2 separate regions of the Siniperca chuatsi genome follow, and region 2 is linked to region 1. Evidence: chromatin contacts called from public Hi-C data. All regions are on one chromosome and are shown on one strand. Each heading gives the region's core, a stretch centred on a gene start, on an enhancer-like site or on the middle of the called end of the contact. The rest is flanking DNA. Distances are from core to core; before and after follow the strand shown.

Region 1 (5,340 bases), core at 1,860-4,359:
CAGGAACGTGTATTGCGTCAACTGTGTGTATGTGCATCCTCATGTACTCCCCTAGGAAAATAGCTCCATAGAGGTCTAAAACTCCACAGTGAACCTTTGACCTTCAAACAAGAAATTATGTGTTAATGTACTTCACTAAACAATGTGTAGAGGGAAAGTGTCAAAGATTTTTGGGCTCCCTGTCTGACTACCTAAAAACTCAAAACAGAGCTGCGCACAAAACCACCTTTGTCGAGACCAAATCAATTTCAAAGGAACAAGGTTCAAAGGTTTGGAGAGACCTAAATGATTACATAACATGCTGAATTTGAAACCAAATGGGCAGTGTGTTCATTTCCATAGTAAAACCACTATGATCACTATGATCATTCTAGGTTTATAGGATTAAAACATCCCTATTAAAGGGATAAGTGGCATAAGAAATAGTCAGATAAATGCCCTCAGTATTAAATTATGTCTTGTTCAAGAGCTTTAGCATGCAAAGCTGTGTCCGGTGCCTTGATATCACTTGTGAAAACAGAAAAAGAAGTGAAACCTTTGTTAGACGTTGCATAAGCGAGCCTTGAATCCAACTGTCATTACCTCCTCCCCACATTCCCATCGTCCAGTTGTCTAAGCCTCACTTGGGGGAAGGCATCACTCTTCAAGACAGCGTGCCAAGGACCTTTGGTCATTGGGGGAGGGCGGTGGGTGGTGTGTTTGAGTTGCAGAGAGTATATCCATGTCAGACAGAGCTATCACAGCAGCAATAATAAAATAGTTGCAAAAATAGTTGAAAAAAGTTCCACTGAAAAATAAAACACATGCATTTTTCAATGACAATGTTCAGTGACAGTTTTATTTCAGTGACAGTGGGAATGAAATGACACAATGGCAGTATCCCTGGTTATTTGCATTCTGAAACATTACCTCTTTATTACACATTTCTGTAGAAATGTGCCTTTATTACTTGTGCCAATTACAGGCCACCATAACTCAAGGGAATGAATGGGCAACTTCTCGGTTGTTTTAGTGGGAACATCTGCTTCATGTCAGTGATTTTTGCTTTTAAAGGCAGACATGCAGGAGAGTAGAACAACATGAACAAAATGCAGATGTCCATATGATCGCAGTGGAAAAAGTAGAATCTGTCCACTTACCACCTCCCACATTGACCCCTTGCATCATGTAAAAGCAGCATTTAGCATCTAGACAACCAAAAAAGCGGTTTCCTTACAGGTTTACTTCTACATACTCATCTGTCAAACAGCAGCACCAACAAAGGGTGGTTACAATGACAGGAGACCCACACAGGGTCATTATTCATGGCCACCTCTATCTCTCACACACCCACAAGAGGGAGAAGGATTTTCTCTGTGTGACCTTTTTCTTGACTCTGACCCCCCAATCTGCTACCTGCAGTAACCACTTAAACAAGCTTTTCTCTTTACAGAGAAACCTGGAAATTCTTCCATCATTTATATTCACTGCCCATGTGTTGCCAATAAATCTGACACAAAGATAGGGTATACACTGTCAAAACCTCTTAACATCCTACACACCACTTATTGTTATTTATGCACCACAAGAGGTATAACATAATGTCTGTTAAATAACTGATAAAATAACAATGAATTTAAAAAAACTGAATATGACGAAGCCTGACATAAATAAACTAAAATAAAGGTACATAGCAAAATAAGTTTTGCGTTTTTTGGTGCCTTCTAAAATAGTTAGAACTTCACAGTGACAGTAGGGCTGATTTACTCAATGAGAAGGAGAGTTATTTTTTAGGAGTTTCCGTGCAACATTGGCTGATTCATAATTTGAGCGCCACACCAAATGTCTCTCGTGTCTCAGCATGTTTCCAGACAGTCACTTAAAACCATGCTGCACCTACAAACTGCTAGCAACTTTCACAAAGGATCGCTCGGTTTCTGACAGAAACCACTACACACCCACAGAAAATATATTGCCACCACATTTAGTACCACGGCATTACCTGGCCGTCAAGAAGCATTAGGCTCTACCTCTTACATCCCCACAGCCGTGTCACTGAACCACAGCTTTTTCTTGAGTTCCATTTCTGTCATGCATTTTCCCCTCTCACCAGGAAACGACATATCGTATTACTTGCTAGCTGACGTTAGCTAACTTACAGTATGTACAGTTGGCTAAATGGCAAACGCATTTTACCTATTCTGTTGTGAAAAGGCATAAAACATGGCAACAAAATTGATTTTATTCATAGAACTGGATAGCATTAGCATGAGAGTGGAGAGGTCGGTTTCTCTTTACTAACGTTGTGTCCATGAGCAAGACAAAATGAACGTTTACGTTAACTTTAATTCAGTGAGTCTCACCGGAGACCTTCAGAGGAGACAGTTTACAGTTATAACCGCGTGCTCTGGACACGTTAAATGGCCTCTCTTCCAAAACAATATTTGTGTACACACTCAAGGTAGCTCCATAACTGAATTTAAAATAATTACATGACGTGCTAAATTTAAGGCCATTTACGGTAAATTTAAACGTACAACCTCTTCTCCTGCGTCACCTGAAATTCAGGTCTGTATCGTCACCCCTCAACCTCACTCACCTGTCCTGAAGCGGAGGTCTTCATCGTCCTCGGAGCCGAACTCCCGGAGGAGGGAGAGGAAGAGTATACCAAAGGCGTTCTGGATCCCGAACACCGAGCCGTTACACCACATAGCAGCCAGCATGACAATCCACCCCCAGCCGCCCTCGGGGTGCACAAACTCGACCTCCTCTGCTCCCGGAGTCGCGGTTTGCCCCGACACGGCCACTTTCCAGTCCCCGTTCTCCGTCTTCTCCTCTTCCGGCCGCTTCTCCTCTGCGGGCACACCGACGGGCACACCGACGGGCACCTCATCCTTACCCGCTGTATCATCTTCTGGCATATTGTTCCCTTCTGTCATTGTTTTTATGTCAGGGTTATATTAAAGAGCAAAGAAACGGCAGTTTTTTTAAGTTTAAGAAAAATGAACACACGTTGTATCTGAGCAATGACGGCTTTCGGGTTAGGGTAAAGTCGCATCCATTAAGGTGGAGCTGTAGTTGAAGCGGTGCTGGTAACGCAGCATCTGTTCCTACAGTAACTGTCAATTGCTGCTCTTGCAATATTATAAATAGACAGTGCGAAGGGGCGGGGCTCCGGGAATCCTACAGCTGATTGGGCACTGTCATTGACCCGTGACGACCAAGTATTGAAATGCAGACAACATATTGCTTTAGTACATACGTTTTGCACGACTAGTAATAAAAAACAAAGTTACATATACAGCTTAATGTTTTCCTCCTTCGGCAGCTCCCTAACTGCTGTTATGAAAGGTCTCACTTCCCCTTTCCAGCTGCTAAAAATAGCCAAACTGCCAGACAAGCAGATGGACAGACGTAGAGGGATTTGTGCAGTGAGCAGAAAATTAAAGACAAAGTGGGTAAAATGTGAGTGAACTGTGGTTGGAGATCATAACACAAAAAAGAAAAATAACAAAAGTGTAGTTTCACAAAAGGCCCCATATTATTCCCCTTGATAGACCCCCACTTTATTTCATATAATCACTTTCATAGGTTACTAGACAGTTTGCCACATGCCATTGTTATAGGGGAAATAATTTTGTAAAATTATGTTTTACTAATTAATCAAACAAAACTGTAATATCAGTAATTTAATCCCAGTTGTTGTTGTTGCAGTTATTAAAACAATCTAAGGATACATAACTTGCTTTTTAATAGTTTGGTAAATAGTCCTAACTAAGAGACAGAACAAATAGATCAAGGGATTTCTGTTGTGAATGTAGAACACCTGGCCACCCAGACAGTGAGCTGGTATGGCGTCAGATAAATTGTAAATTGGATTTAACTCATAATTAAAAGATATTACATTACAGAGTTTGTATAATCCTGTAAGTGATGTTTGCAATTTTCTGCTGGTATGCAATAAACTAATAGGTCGCCTATTGAGGATACCTTGTGTTCTGTGTTGATTGATTTATTGTCAAACAGCAAGCTCTTGTGGTGTTAGTGACACCACAAGAGCTTAAAGATAATGTTATTTACAGAGACCCAACAAATCCCACCATGAGCAAGCACGAGGTGACAGTGGCAAGGAAAAACTTCCTTTTTACAGGCAGAAACCTCGAGCAGAACCAGACTCAGGGTGGGCGGCCATCTGCCGTGTAAGGTTTAGAGAGCGAGAGAAAGAGAGAGAGAGGTTTAGAGAGAGAGAGAGAGAGAGAGAGAGAAGAGGGGTGTGGGGGAAGCACAATGCAAATACCACCTAGAATTTTAAAATAGTTATATTGTAATGGTAGTGGTGATATTAATATTAATACATTAATTATAATAGGAATGACTATAGGAATAATAATGTCAGTATTAGCAACAGAGCTAATAACAACAACTGTAGTAGCAGTTGTCCAGCAGGAACACGGGGGAGCAGGTGGCCCACAACCACAGATCCAGACTCTGCAGCTCTGGAGGCAGAAATACCTGCTGAAAGCGACAGAAGGAGAGAGGAGAGAGTCGAGAAAGAACAGAACTACAGGATAGAGGAGATGTTGAGTTAGTAACATGCAGTAATGGGATAAAAATGCATACAGATGGAGAGGGAGAGAAGGAAAGAGGTGCTTCATGGGAACTAAGGGATGGTTCAGGACTCACCTGAGCCAGCCCTAACTATAAGCTTTATCAAAGAGGAAAGTCTTAAGCCTACTCTTAAATCTGGAGATGGTGTCTGCCTCCTGAACCCAAACTGGGACCTGATTCCACAGGAGAGGAGCTTAACAGCTGAATGCCCTGGCTCCCATTCTACTTTTGGAGACTCTAGGAACCACAAGTAACCCTGCATCCTGGGAGCGCAGGGTTCTAGTGGGATAATAAGGTAGTATGAGATCTTTAAGATACGATGGTGCCTGACCATTTAGAGCTTTGTAGGTGAGGAGAAGGATTTTAAATTCCATTCTGGATTTTACAGGGAGCCAGTGCAGAGAAGCTAATATTGGAGAAATATGATCTCTTTTCCTAGTTCTTGTCAGTACACGTGCCGCAGCATTCTGGATCAACTGGAGAGTCTTAAGGGACTTATTCGGGCAGCCTGATAATAAGGAATTACAATAGTCCAACCTAGAAGTAACAAATGCATGCACTAGTTCCGGCATTATTTTGAGACAGGATGTGCCTGATTTTTGCAACGTTGTGTAGGTGAAAGGCGGCAGTCCTTGAAGTTTGTTTCATGTGGGAGTTAAAGGATAAATCTTGATCAAAGATAATGGCGAAGTTCCTTACGGTGCTGCTGGAGGCCAGGGCAATGCCATCTAGAGCAACTATATCTTTAGATAA
Region 2 (5,340 bases), core at 1,131-3,630, 160 kb before region 1:
GTAAGGTGATACAATGTCAGATGTTGTGTTTTAAACAAAATCAATTAATTAATAAATTCATTTAAAAAGTCATTGGTAATAACTTAAAATACGACCAGACGGGCAAATGTCATGTATCCATCTGAGCTTTTATGTTCGTGTCTTCCAGCCAACCTCTTCACATTCTATATGATGTGCTACCGTAAATGCGGGATGTCCCACACGGCCATCATTTACCTGAGCTGTCTGGCCATCGTGGACACCTTCTACCTGGTGTGGGTGATCCTTATTGACCTGACCCTCACCTTTTGGCTAGTGCAGCCCTTCTGGCACTCCCACCCCTGGTGTGGCATCCTGGGATTCCTGCAGTATGGATCGCTGTACAGCTCCTCCTGGATGGTGGTGGTGTTCACCATCGAGCGCTACCTCGTCCTCCGCAGCACAACGGCCAAGCAGCACTTCTCCCAGGCCTGGGTCACTAAATTGACCTGTGTGGCTGTCGTCCTGGTGTCACATCTTGTCTCTGTGCCCCTGGGCTGGATCAACATCGTCACACCTGTCAACATTACTGTGGACGGAGAGAATGTGACGCTGCCTAGGTGTTGTTACCGCAATGAGGCCTACTCTACTGTTATAGTGTGGATAACCACCTTCCTCTCAGGTGGAATCCCCATTGTGTTGGTCATCATCTTCAACTACCTCATCGGGTACCATCTGTGCCGCGCCAGCAACCTCTTCACCAAGGAGGAGCGTCGCGTCATGCACGGGAGGAGCACCAGGGGCATGTTGAGGAGGACCATCCTGCTTCTGGGCACCGTTTCCGTGGCCTTCGTCATGCTCAGCCTGCCCCGCTTTGTCACATACTGCATCCTGAGGACCAAGTACAACAACGAGAACTTCAACAGGAACGACTACAGCATCCCCATCAACGTGGCCGGAGACTTGGCCAACATGCTGCAGAACCTCAACTCCACCACTAACTTCCTGCTCTACTGCATGGTCAGCCGGCGCTTCCGACGGGAGCTGGTCCAAGTGGTGACTTGTAACGTGAAGGCACGTGAGCTGGCCTCTGTCCTCACTCACACCACCATGAAAGTCTTCTCAGTTGTAGATCATAAGGCCTCGCCATCCAGCAACCCTGTGACTGTGGTGCTTACCAATCTCAAACAGACAGCGTAGAAAGAATCTGGAAGAATGGACAATGATCAGACTTTAAAAATAATTATCGTTTAACTTTTTTGTGTTTGTCTTTTTAGCCACCTAGTTGCGTGGCTCTATGGATGGCAAGGCTGGTCAGTCCACCACTTTGGTCCAGACTGAAATATCTCAACTACTTTTTGATGTATTTCCATTCAATTTTGTACTGACATTCATGGTCCTCAGAGGATGAATCCTAATGACTTTGGTGTTCCAGCTGCAGTGTCCAGCATCAACATTGTCAATTATCCAGTAAAATATCTAAACATGTACTTGACAAATTGGCAAAAATTTTGGTACAGACATGCATGGTTCCCAGTCGATGTATTTTAATGACTTTGGTGATCCCCTGACTTTTCCTCCAGCACCACCATAAAGTTGGCACATGGTTTTGAGTGAAATATTTCAATAACTATTGGATGGATTGCCATGAAATTTGGTACTGACATACATGTTCCCCAGAGGATGAATTGTAATAACTTTAGTGATCCCTTCACTCTTCCTCTAGTGCCACCTTCAGATCAAAATTTTTATGAATCCAGTACTTTAGTTTATGATCAAAGACCTGCAGAACTAATTACATTCCCATCAGCCTCAGCTGTACTTACTTTAGAGTTGATTAGCAAATGTTAACATGCTGACACACTAAACTAAGATGGCGAACATGGTAAACATTATACCTGCTAAACATCAGCATGTTAGCATTATATCATTTGCATTTAGCTCAAAGCACCACTGTGCCTAACGTCATCCTCACACTGCTGCTAGCGTGACTTGATCATACAACACAGGTAAAACATATGAAATAAACTAATGACTGTGGATGGACTATTGTAACAATGGATGTGATCAAGCCCTGAGTCATTCAGGTCATGTGTAGTTGTGAAAGGAGAGCAAGTGGACCTTCTTTCTAGCCTTAAAAATGTTTGACTGATCAAAACTGCTATGATATTCAATAGTGAAGTGATTTGTTCCAAATGAAATTTGAATACATATGAGCAATGCTGCAAATGATATGTTGTGTATGTACATGTCAATTGTGTTCTTTTTGATTAATGTTAATTTATTACTTGAGGATTCACAGGTTCTCTTTTCCAAGAGTGGATGAAAATGAGACCTGCCACCTTTCAAATCAAAGAAACAGTTCAATCTGACTGGCCACAGAATGCCTACCTTGCCAAAGAAATAACCTGGCAGTTTCAGTCTTAATGCCCTGCATTATTTGCATAAATGGGTCATGAGACTTCCCTGCTTTGCATAGTGGGAATATTTCCTCTCCTTCCTGTTTGCCTCAGAACAGGTTTGTGCTGTGGCTGAGGGATAAGCAGGTCGAAGAAAAGGTAGGTGTGGGAGTGCGGTACAGTCAAGTTCTGCTTTATTCTCTGTATGTGAATTTATAGGGGAAAACATATTGGAAACTTCGGAGATAGTTTTTATCTGTCATTTAAGAAGGCATACTTTAGATCAGTGATTTTGACCTTTGTACTAGTTTGCAGCGTTCATGTTACATTCAACCCACCTTTAAAGGTACATGCAGTGTTTCACACCTATTCAGTGAGGAAGAACTAAGAATGTGTAAATACTCCTTTGTCGTGTTCATTCTAGTACTTTATCTGCTATTTACTTTGTAAAATGTGTATTTTCATTAGTGACAGTGATAGTTGCCTTTGTTGTTAAAAGTGCACTTTGAATCTACAAACTAGTTTCAAACGTAGTTTTCTTGCCAGTTGTGCTTATATAAGGTACTGTAGTGTATGTGTCTCTTTAAGTTGTTGTGCTCTATTAAATTCCTTTAACAATGGTTTTGTTTTCACTTCACCAGAGGTTAACAGACACTTTTCCTTGGTGAGAAAATGGACTCTTTTAAAGGTAGGAAACAAAACCCTGTCAGACTTGCAGCAGTCATGAATCGGTCTAGCCAAATGAAGTACAAACCTGTTTTTCTGTTGACTCTTGTTGTCAGGACCTTGCCCTCATCAGAGTGTTCCTGTTGAGATGGATGAGAGCATGACATCCTCCAGTCTGCACTTGGCCTGGCCTCCCTCTTGCAAACAGTGTAGTGGACATACAGAGACCAGCAAAAGGCCGCAGGAACATGGCTATGAACAAGCTAGGGGGGCAGCACACAATGTCGGCCAGTGGAGACTCCCTGAGAGCCAGTATCAGCATGAACCCAGAGGAGCCTGTCATGCTGCCCCCCAACCTCACCTCACCCCCCCTACACAGTCAGGACAGATGAAACCCCCCCTCTCTGCAGGTGCTTGGGCTCATGATCTCAGAGAGCAGGCACCGCTGTTTGATTGGGCCCCCCGGGTTAACCACAGTAGAGGCCTTGCAGGCCCTTCGAACTATCCCCAGGACCGCTCTGTGGAGGAGGCAGAAAGCTTGGAGCACCCTCTCTCGCTCATGTCTAACAGTAACTGTACCCACTACGTCCCAGAACGATACCCTGCAGAACGTATGCCCGGTCAGTGTCACTGCTGCATTATCATTAGAAACACGAAACATTACGGGTGTCTGGTGTTACTGTCAGCATTGGGGAATATGTATATGTTCTTACATTTAACAGTCTGTTACTGAAAGATTTCAGACTCTTTTATTTTTATTGTTACTCTGAAACACATTAGCAGATAAATGATTTTTCTGACCACAAGATTTATTAATTTATCAGTAGATGATGATTACAATGTTTAAAGGGTCAGTTCACCCAAATTAGAAAAACATGTGTTTGACATATGTAATGACACAAATTATTGTCATGGGACACTAACACCCTCCATGGAGACCCATGCAAAATGATTGATTTTAGGGCAAGACACTTATTAAAGCTAGGGCAGGTGACGCAGGAGAAACTGGCAAGAGACAGCTAGATATGGAAAGTATCCAACCAAAAAATCCCACCCCCTCCCTTCAGGCCCCCTCCAAAACCACTCCCCCAAAACACATTTTCATGCGCACTGAGTGCACAGGCAGAGTGCACGCAGGCAGACAGGCAGAGTGCGTGCAGGTAGGCAGGCAGACAGGCAGACAGGCAGACAGGCAGAGTGCGCGCAGGTAGGCAGGCAGACAGGCAGACAGCCCATCCATTTCATTTGGCCCAAATGAAATGACAGGCCTGCAACAGCCACAGATACTGGATTTTTTTTCCCGAGCATTTGATTTATTGATTGCTGTCAGGATGTAAAGAGAATTTCAAATATTCAAATATTACAAAAATGCTTCTGAAATACACTGCCTAGCCTAGTGTTAATGCAGTGTGACCCAACTATTCAACAAAAAGAAAAAACTGGTATACATTAAACAATATTGGCTGCAGGCAACATCACTCTACAAATATCGGTCTTCGGAAACCTAAATCAGCTGTTCAAATTACTGCGTTGCAAAAGTAGGACAAACAATACAACTACATGCCATAATTGGAACATTTCATTTGATTCTTCACAGATCCAGCGATCGCGATATCTGTGATAGATTCAGTTTTAAAGGTTGCCTCCCCAGCCCTGTGAGGTATCGTTTGGCCGGTGCTCGTTGTGTTTCCGTTGAGTCTGCATGACCTCATTACTGCTGAATTGGAAACTGTCCAAACTAGAAATTTATGTCTGCTCCTCCGTGTCTCTCTGCAGGCCCCAATCCAATGCCGGGGAGTTGTCTCAGACATTGTGCGTGCTGCCCTCCAACAAATCTGCCCCTTCACAATAATAAATTTTGTCATTTTAAGCACGATTACCCAGCAGATCCACACCGGCAGCCTCAGCATCACCAACAGTCATGGTATGAGATAATTCCTGTCCTGTTTGTCATTATGATCTGATATTTTTAACACTGATTCATATGATACTTCACAGATATCATACTTAAATCTCAGATTGTTCCTGATCATTTCCCTCCACAGGACTCCCCCCCATAATAGGCTGCAATTTAAAGATGCTCCAAATGCCCCCCAAGAATCTGTGCCTCAGTGTGAGAGCCCTCCTAGAGATGTGATGCATGAGGTCAGCGTGGGTCGCTCCTTCCAGGCTGGTCCAGGACCAGCCACGAGGGAAATCAGGAAGACCATCAGCCTACCTGAGGAGTGTAGTAAGTCACATCGATGTCTTTGCATGAACATGTGCGTGTAATGTTCTTTCCCTAATCGTAAAGAATGTAATAGGTGCAGATAAAGAT

What was found. A called contact is a pair of places that touch in the nucleus more often than the background predicts.
Region 2: a Hi-C map of skeletal muscle shows a contact between it and region 1, with 3 times the contacts expected there. The contact joins the promoter of traf3ip2a here to the promoter of slc16a10 in region 1. A contact is called at or near these places in 2 of 3 Hi-C or Micro-C datasets (liver and skeletal muscle).

Annotation. Positions count from the first base shown.
Region 1 is chrLG16:2,213,978-2,219,317 of ASM2008510v1, reverse strand. It overlaps slc16a10 (monocarboxylate transporter 10), which reads right to left and starts at 3,109. Exons shown (of 6, transcript XM_044169776.1): 1 at 2,579-3,109. The coding sequence starts at 2,918.
Region 2 is chrLG16:2,375,452-2,380,791 of ASM2008510v1, reverse strand. It overlaps traf3ip2a (E3 ubiquitin ligase TRAF3IP2), which reads left to right and starts at 2,380. Exons shown (of 11, transcript XR_006374850.1): 1 at 2,380-2,516; 2 at 2,999-3,045; 3 at 3,140-3,643; 4 at 4,800-4,947; 5 at 5,069-5,253. It overlaps LOC122862805 (probable G-protein coupled receptor 139), which reads left to right. Exons shown (of 4, transcript XM_044168500.1): 4 at 149-2,108. The coding sequence ends at 1,158.